Regions from separate parts of the Mus musculus genome. Here regions 1 and 3 are each linked to region 2. A link is a contact called in public HiChIP or PLAC-seq and promoter capture Hi-C data. All regions are on one chromosome and are shown on one strand. The core of a region is the stretch at or near the end of the contact, and the rest is flanking DNA. Distances in the headings are between cores, read along the strand shown. Region 1 has its middle 29 kb from the start of Gm40440. Region 2 holds the start of Daam1 (dishevelled associated activator of morphogenesis 1). Region 3 holds the start of Gpr135 (G protein-coupled receptor 135).

Evidence for each region. Promoter capture Hi-C pulls out the DNA fragments that hold promoters and counts their contacts. HiChIP or PLAC-seq counts read pairs in DNA pulled down with a chosen protein or histone mark.
Region 1: a contact with region 2 is called in an H3K27ac HiChIP or PLAC-seq map of embryonic stem cells, with 2.8 times the contacts expected there. The contact joins the enhancer-like site here to the promoter of Daam1 in region 2. A contact is called at or near these places in 6 of 39 promoter capture datasets (the HPC-7 cell line, cranial neural crest, embryonic stem cells and 2 more), 1 of 15 datasets of contacts at CTCF or cohesin (large pre-B cells), 5 of 484 Hi-C or Micro-C datasets (bone marrow-derived macrophages, embryonic fibroblasts, embryonic stem cells and 2 more), 22 of 115 datasets of contacts at active chromatin or transcription factors (the 230-238 cell line, bone marrow-derived macrophages, cardiomyocytes and 12 more) and 4 of 9 other capture datasets (adipose tissue, embryonic stem cells, liver and 1 more).
Region 3: a promoter capture Hi-C map of liver shows a contact between it and region 2, with 2.9 times the contacts expected there. The contact joins the promoter of Gpr135 here to the promoter of Daam1 in region 2. A contact is called at or near these places in 11 of 39 promoter capture datasets (the HPC-7 cell line, the SN4741 cell line, cranial neural crest and 6 more), 2 of 15 datasets of contacts at CTCF or cohesin (the NIH/3T3 cell line and large pre-B cells), 18 of 484 Hi-C or Micro-C datasets (the C2C12 cell line, CD8 T cells, the N1E-115 cell line and 11 more), 25 of 115 datasets of contacts at active chromatin or transcription factors (the 230-238 cell line, bone marrow-derived macrophages, craniofacial prominence and 14 more) and 4 of 9 other capture datasets (adipose tissue, embryonic stem cells, liver and 1 more).

What each region holds. Positions count from the first base shown.
Region 1 is chr12:72,010,174-72,012,873 of GRCm38.p6, forward strand. No RefSeq gene overlaps it. Among named protein-coding and RNA genes, the nearest start is that of Gm40440, 29 kb to the right of the region's middle. Within about 2 kb of position 1,393, at least 5 of the 459 cell types and tissues checked have an H3K27ac peak or open chromatin away from gene starts, as enhancers often do. A contact at or near this core is called in embryonic stem cells, where this site is marked.
Region 2 is chr12:71,829,710-71,832,409 of GRCm38.p6, forward strand. It overlaps Daam1 (dishevelled associated activator of morphogenesis 1), which reads left to right and starts at 1,359. Exons shown (of 26, transcript NM_026102.3): 1 at 1,359-1,622.
Region 3 is chr12:72,069,819-72,072,518 of GRCm38.p6, forward strand. It overlaps Gpr135 (G protein-coupled receptor 135), which reads right to left and starts at 1,283. Exons shown (of 1, transcript NM_181752.2): 1 at 1-1,283. The coding sequence starts at 1,173. Gm3225 (predicted gene 3225) reads left to right here and starts at 1,356. Exons shown (of 2, transcript NR_168042.1): 1 at 1,356-1,602; 2 at 2,070-2,197. It also overlaps a transcript of L3hypdh not described here.

The sequences.
Region 1 (2,700 bases), core at 143-2,642, 180 kb after region 2:
GTTATTTTTACATTTATTGACTTAAGTATTTATTTATTTATTTATTTATTTATTTATTTATGTGTGTGTACACCTGTGGAGGTCAGAGGACAACTTGCTGAAGTCAGCTCTCTCCTTCTACCATATAGGTTCCAGGGATCAAACTCAGGTTGTTTGAAAAGCATGGCAGTAAATACCGTTAGGTACTGAGCCACCCCACCCAGCTATACATGGTCTTTGTTAAATTTTAACTCCAGGTAGAAAGGAAACATTTTTCAGGCTGTTTCATGTGCAACATTTACCACATTCTTAAAATTTTACACGCCATCTACTCAAAATTCTAATTTAACTGGGGGGGGTTGTGTTTTATTTGCTAAATCTGGCCATTTGCATTTATAAAACTGAAATGCCTAAGGTAATTGCCATCATGTCCTGATGTTATTTTGCCCATCTGGTCACATGCCAAGGACCAGCCTAGGCTCGAGAAGGATTCTGAGAGAAGGGATGTCTGAGAGTGGCAAAAAGAAGGACTTGAAGTCACATTGTGGGTCCAAGCTGATGACCTGTGTTCTGCTTGTTATTCTAAGAGATCTCTCTGTCTATGCCCTGCTTGCTTGCTTGTGTGTGTGTGTGTGTGTGTGCGCGCGTGTGTGTGTGTGTGTGTGTGTGAGAGAGAGAGAGAGAGAGAGAGAGAGAGAGAGAGAGAGAGAGAGTCAGTCCATTTTCTAAACAGTTCTTTCTTTTTTTCCTAAGAAAATCTCTGGATAGCTCATCTCAGCTCCTAAGACCAGTCTCTTATTTTACATATCAATCCAGTCATTTGCTTCAGGTTGCCTTTTGATTATCGTTGAATCAGTTACTGCTGGCCACAGTCTTTTGATTCTTTCGAGACTGTAATCAGACTCTCTCTCTCTCTCTCTCTCTCTCTCTCTCTCTCTCTCTCTATATATATATATATATATATATATATATATATATATATATATACTGTAACTGTCTTCAGACACTCCAGAAGAGGGCATCAGATTTTGTTACGGATGGTTGTGAGCCACCATGTGGTTGCTGGGATTTGAACTCAGGACCTTTGGAAGAGCTGTCGGGTGCTCTTACCCACTGAGCCATCTCACCAGCCCGACATTTTTTTCTTAACATTGCAAAAGAATTCTGAGATCTGTCTGCCTTTGTTAAGCACAGACAATAAACTAGTTGGGTAGGACCATAGTATAGCAGCCTCTGTTCCTTTAGATTCATGAAGACCATAATATTTCATATCGCATCCTTCTATTTTGCACAGTTGAGAAGTTTTATATATATATTGATCTCATGTATCTAGAGCTCTTTCCCATAGCCTTAAGGGCTGTCCTGAAGGTCCTAGTGTTTACCTAGTGTTTTGCTGAGACATTAGCCACACCCTTGACTCCTGGACTCCTGCTGGTTCTAATTGTCATGGAGTCTTTAAAGTTAACAGGGAGGGCATTCCTTTGAGGAATGTGAAATATGTACATTATTACAGAAACAAGCCTTATGCCCACAACAGCCATTAACAGTTGTGGGGGCTCAAACCAGGGCCCTGTCCTAGGTACAGGAACTATGTCACTCTGTCCCCAACGGGGCCACACCGGGCTGGGCAGCTCTTCTCAGGCCTTTCACTCCCAACAGCCATATTCACCTTGGTGACATTTCTAGAACTGTCCATGACCTTGGCCATGGTCTAGACATTCTATAGGGTCTGGAAGATTCTGCTTGGCCTTGCAAGAAAGCAGACGTTACTAGGCAACTCTCTCTAATATACCTTCCTGCCCGCATGTGCACTGATGTAGTTAGAGCTGTGTGCTTGAAAACACTGTACCCTGAACGTGGGCTCCAAAAGACTCTCTTGGTCTGGCCATTAAATAAAGGAGTCAAAACTTTTAATTGGCGTAATTGACATGGTTGTCAGTAGCTATGTCATTTGGATCATTTCAAAATAACAATATATAAGATGACCCTGGGTTAAAATATCTCCAGTACCCAAAGAATGTGGTCAGAACTTACTCCTGTGAAGGGTGCGTTTGTCCGTGCCTGTTTCTTAAAAAGAGAACTGGATAAGAGAGAACTAACAGTTTACCTCAAAAACTAGAAAACGGGGTGGAGAGATGGCTCCGTGTTTAAGAATTCTTGGTGCTCTCTCACGGGTCTCAGATTTGGTTTCTAGCACCCTCTCATGGTGTATCACAGCTGTAACTCCAGAGGATCTGATGCCATCTTCTGAACTCAGAGGGCATTGGACACACATGTAGTGTGCATACGCACACATCAGCAAAACATACATATAACATAAAAGAATAAATCTAAACAAAATCAATTTAATTAGAAAGCAACAAAATCAAAAGAAGGAGAACAAACAGGACTTTTTTACAATGAGGTGAATTTGAAGGAGGAACCCTTGCCAGCTCCATGGTGGGCCTTTAGTTAAGGTCCTTTGTCCCTTGGACAGGGTGCAGTCTAGCAAACCTGCTAGTCTAGTCTCTACACTAGAGGCTTGCCCAGTGTCTTCTGTTAGTGTCTTTTTCTTTTCATATATTATTGAGCATCTTTATCATAATGTGCCAGGCCAGTTCAGTTTTGTCTAAAGCCCTTTATATCCCCTCATGTGTGTGTGTATGTGTATGTGTGTATGTGTGTATGTGTGCATGCGTGCATGTGTGTATGTGTATTGTGTATGTACATGTATTGTGTGTG
Region 2 (2,700 bases), core at 109-2,608:
GGGAAGATAAGTAGTGATGTGATATTCCACCAGCAATTAGGTGAAGAGTAGTTGGAAATTTTAATTGTCAGTCTTCATTTCCTGAGAAGCAAAATCTTAATTTTGCTGGTGGAAGAGGGCGTGTGAGCTGATCACAGCAGTGCCATTGAGAGTGGAATGAATACAGCCCCCCCCACCCCCAAACACACACACACACACTTGGACATTTGTTCCCTCTATTTAAGTTTCTCACCTTTGGTGTTATTGAATGAGATCATGAAACCGAAAACTTTTATGTATTAAAACCAAAATCTTCCAGAAGGGTCAGAATTTCACTTCACACCCTTTGCTAACACTTGAATACACATAAAAGTGTCTGAAGATCGGGGGCAATCCTTGAAGGGTACTGTTTGCTTAAAGGTCTTAAAATTTTTATATTTTTGAAAGGAAATGTGCGGGGAACAAGGGTGGAGGGAGTGTTGTGGATTTTAAAATTTTATATATGAGTAATTAACTAAAACTTTGAGATATGCATGTTATCTTCGGAGGAGCTGAGAGCCACCAGAGCGGGAAGTCCCTAAAGGGATGAACAAAAGCATGGCTGTTCGATAGTTTTATCTCCACAGCAGCAGGCTTTCAGACGCAGGATTGTGGTGACTGTCTCTGTCTTCTATTACACAGCATTTTCATTAGTGACAGCCGCCGGTTTTTCTCAGGTTAGCCAACTAAGTTGTCCCCAGCTTTCTTCTTGACCACTCGACTCGGTCTTGGTTTAAAAGGGAAAAAAGGAAAGAGAGGAGGAAGGTGAACTAACCCAAAGTGTGGTTCAAGGAGATTCCTTTTTTTCCGCGGCTGGCGTTGTTTGATCCTTGGGGATGTGAGGAAATACTGATTCAGTATTCAACCCAGAACCCCTGGAGTCCTATGAATTAGTGGTTTTGAGCAGGGAAGGAAGAGAAAGGCTTTTATGGACCCTTCCCAGATGGGGGCAGGAGAGCCCAACCGAACAGAAGTGCCTGGCGGGTGTGCGCGAGTTCAGGACGCCCCTTGGTCCTGCAGCCTACCCGCTGGCAGGATCAGAGGTCAAGTCAAAGGGCACGGCCGCTGGGTGCCTCGCCCTCTTCCCCAAACATTATGCCCCTAGGCTTCTGACTGACCACCACTGGTTCTGCTAAACTGGAGGGCGGGGAGGGGGCGGGTCTGGGGGGCGGGGAGGGGGCTGGCACAGAGGGACAGAGATGCACCTCGGTAAATGTAGTTCCTGAGCGTGAGGATGGAGAGACTGTTTCGGCTCTGTCTGTAGGACTAGGACTACAACATCCAGAATCCTAAAGGCGAGTCAAAGCGTCCATGCGCAGTGGGTGCCACCTTGTGTCCTATCAGAGGAGACGAGGGTGATGTCACCTGCGAGTTGGTAACCTACGAGCGGCTGTGAAGGGAACTGTTTAACCGGATCCCATTGTACCGGGAGCGCAGAGCGGCCTTTCCAGCATGCAGCGGCTGCTCAGGTGAGGGGACTCCTCGGCTCGCCCGCCGCACTCATTCATTAGCGGCACCGCACCGTGGCGCGGGGTGGGCGTGCTGGTTCTTCGCGCTGTCGCGGCGCGCCCTCCTGCTGCTTCCCGGAGCTCCGGGGCCAGTAGGTAAATATTAAACTCGTCCTTCAGGTTGGGTTTGGGTGGGAACAGGACCGAGACAGCTACGAGCTGCCAATCTAGGCTTTGGAAAATGGCTGCAGCACGGCTCGGAGCGAGGCGAGCCTGAAGGAAGGCATCCCCGAGGATGGGGTCCCTCCCTTCTTTCTTTCCGAGGCGCTCGGTGGCCGTGGAGCCGGCCGGGTACATCTCTCTTCTTCCCGGCCACAGGCTCCCCGGGGCCAGGGCTGAGGGAGCTGCGGCAGCGGGCGGCGCTCCTGGGCCGCTGGCTCTGTAAGATCCGTGGGCATGGCCGTGACCGCGATTCCCCTACCATTCCTATCACCTTCGGGTCAAGTCATACTCAAAACGGAGGGGCTGACTAATCCAGGCAGTCTCCGAGTTTACTGTGTGCAGAGAGAAGAAGGAAACCTGGCATTGCGGAGGCCGCGAGCCGGCGGCTAGCTGCGGCGCGGGGAGGCTGCGTCTCCGGGGGACTGGATGGGGTTCCCCGCGTCCTGCTTCGAGGGGCGTATCGCAGTCTTGGCTCTGCCAAATGGAGCCCTGCAAAGGGCACCTGGGCGTGGGCTAAACGCTCTCCTTAGAACCATGGTGGTGATGGGGTGGTGGATAACCTAATGATAAGGTTCGCTGTGGGGGCAGGAGGGCTGGATAATCGGGTTTATCTAACTGGTGCCCAAACCAGCTGTTTGGGATTGGCTTGTCTTCTGACTAGAGAGGAGAGCAGGGCGAGGCGAGGCCGGGCCCGACCCGACCGGACCCGGCCCGGCTGGACAACTCGAAAGTCTTCTGGCTTTTCTTTTCCCTTTTTGCGTCAGCTCCATTCGTTCATTTACTCACATTCATCAAACCCTTCTACGGTCCTTTGCACGTTGCTTACAATCAAGGTTTGGGACGTTCTGTCCCCTCCCCATAAAATGTTTTACTGTGCTCAGAAATAGATTCCTCCTCTCAGTCTCTCTCCTCCACCGTCAATGTTGGGAGAGCATCCAGAGCAAATGCTGCCCGTGACCGTTTTGCCCCCATTGAATTGGTAGTTTCTTGAGATTTGAGCCGGACCTAGTGA
Region 3 (2,700 bases), core at 33-2,532, 240 kb after region 2:
ATTGCGACTTCTGGCTTGAAAACCTAGGCCTTGGCTAGGCAAAAAAGCATCCATGTTTCTAGTCCTGTACCCTTCTTCGCGGTTGCGTCCTAGGAGCATGGAAATGTTGGGGTTGCGGATGGCATATATGACCGGGTTGATAGCCCCATTGGCCCAGGTCAGCCAAACAGCCGCCACATTGAGCAGCGAGGGAGCCTGCGTGGCCTGACCCTGCCGGGTCGCGGCCAGCAGCACCAGGAAGCAGTAGGGACCCCAGCAGCACATGACAAAGATAATCATGATGAGCACGGTGGTGGCTGTGCGCACCTCGCTGAAGAAGCGCAGCACGCGCGCGTAAGTGGTCATCGGCCGCACGCGCACGTCCGACAGGCGCACGGTCTTGCAGATGTGGTAGCGGCAGAAACACATCAGTAGGAAGGGCAGCAAGTAGCAAGCCACCACCAGTCCCACGCTGTAGGCGACGCCCAGCTGCGCAGGGTCTGGGGAGGTTCTGTAAAGGCAGCGGTGGAAGCTCTGCGGAGCGGGGGGCTCCCGGGGTGCCCTGAGCAGGTCCCAGGGCAGGGAGAAGCCCAGCGCAGCCAACCACGCTCCTGCCAGCAGCTGCAGCGCGCGCCGCCGGCCCAGCTTGTCCCGCGGCGGCCGCACGATGGCGCAGTAGCGGTCCAGCGAGATGAGCGCCACGCTGAACGTGGATACGATTCCGAAACACGAACTGAAGAAGCGGCTGGCTGCGCAGAAGCTGCGCCAGGGCCCAGAGTCTCCGGGAGGCGCGAATAGATCGAGGAAGGCGGCGGGTAGGCAGAGCAGCGCAGTGAGCAGGTCCGACAGGGACAGCGACAGGATGAAGGCGTTTGTGACCGTGCGCAGCTGCCGATGCTTCACGATCACCCCCATCACCGCGCAGTTGCCCAGGCTAGACAGCAAGAAGATGAGCAGGAGCACGAGCGCCTGGGCGGCCACCGCTGCCCCGTGCCATAGCAGCGGTGCGGGTCCCCGAGACCCCGCTGCCTCCGGCCTGCCCGCATCGCTTTGGTTTCCCAGCGTTACCGTGGCTACGGAGCTGAACGACAGCGCGGCTGCAGTGGCCGTGGAAGCCGCCCCTCCCGGATGCGCGCTACCCTGCAAGGTTGCACTCGCGGCCGGGCGGCCAGGCGGCCGCGCCTGCTCCTCCATGGGGTTCCACGCAGGCCGCCGCTCTGCTCATCCCGCAGCAGGGTGAAAGGTTGTGCGGACCAGAACGGCAGCTGCGGGGAGTGGGTGGGACTCGGTCACCACTCGGGACTGGTGGAACCTTGACGTGGGTTCTAGGCGTTGCCGAGGGAACCGCCTATTTACGCAGGAACGCGGGGCGGGACGCTAGCGGTGTACCCCAGGAGAGCCGGCCCACCTTATCTCCTTTCCCAGCCTGAGGGTGACCAAGCCACGGGTCTGCTAGTCTGAGAGAAGGCATGGTTCACCTCTGGCACCCCGGCAGGCCGGAGAAAGCCAGACCACCCCGCAAACGAATGGCAGATTCAGCTGAGGCGCTCTTGCTCCTTCCTGTCCAGCACAGATGCCCTGGTGGGGAGGGGATGCTGCTGTGGGCGTCTCTGGCCTCCACAGGTAGGAAAGGAAAAAGAGTCCACACCTGGAGATCTTGAACATGGTAGGGGTGGGGTATTCTAGTACCTCTGCATTTTGAGTGGGCAACAGAATCAGTCATGCTACAAGCGACTAGGTTCTAATCTCAGTTTCAGACAATGTAGCTCTGGGATGAGTACCAAGAATTCATATTGATAGTGAGGATGATGATGATCCAAGGGCCACATTTGGAAAATCACTGCTGGAACAAATTTGTTTCAGTAGACTCCTTGCTCACATTGAACATTCCTGAGGTTGGGCTTCCCGCTTAAGCCTGTTTCTGAACAGGTGTTCTCAAGGACTGGAATGTGGATCTAGGAAGGAAGATGTCATTACTGTTCAAGGGCCGGGGCTTTGGATGGTAACTAGTTAAGTGCATTTAAAGGTTTCTCAGAATCAGCCTTACAGCGTCTGGGCTAGATCATCACGTTTGTGTTCTTTGTTGGTAGGGGCTGTTCCATTCGAGGATGATTGACAGTATTTTTGTATCCACCATTGGATGGCAGCAGCTGCAACAACCCAAATAAACAGCAAATAAAAGACCCTGCCCCATAAGACTTTAAGTCTTAGGAAAACACAAATACATTACAAGATGAGTGTTTTATTTTAATAGGAAATTCAATGGAGATCGTTGCTAGAGGAGTAGATAAAAACTTTTTATGCCAAACCACATTGGACTATTGGGGTCCGGGTGGGGGTGGGGAGCAGAGGAGGAGAAGGAAGAAGAGATACAGTGAATGCAAACGTGGTGGCAAGAGGTTAACCCTGAAGGTGACAGTGTCTGAATTCCAGGCTCCATGCAAGTGGTGTGGGAGGTGGTAAATGGGAGATGTGTAAGGTTTTCACGGGACAGCATTTATGTGCTGTACTGTGGAGACTGAATGTTATGGAGGTGTGGTAGTTCGAATATGCTTGGCCCAGGGAATGGCACTATTTGGAGGTGTGGCCTTGTTGGAGGAACTGAGTCACTATGGGTGTTGGCTTTAAGCTGCCTGGAAGTTAGTTTTATCCTAGTGGCCTTCAGATGAAGATGTAGAACTCTCAGCTCCTCCTGCACCATGCCTGCCTGGATGATGCCAT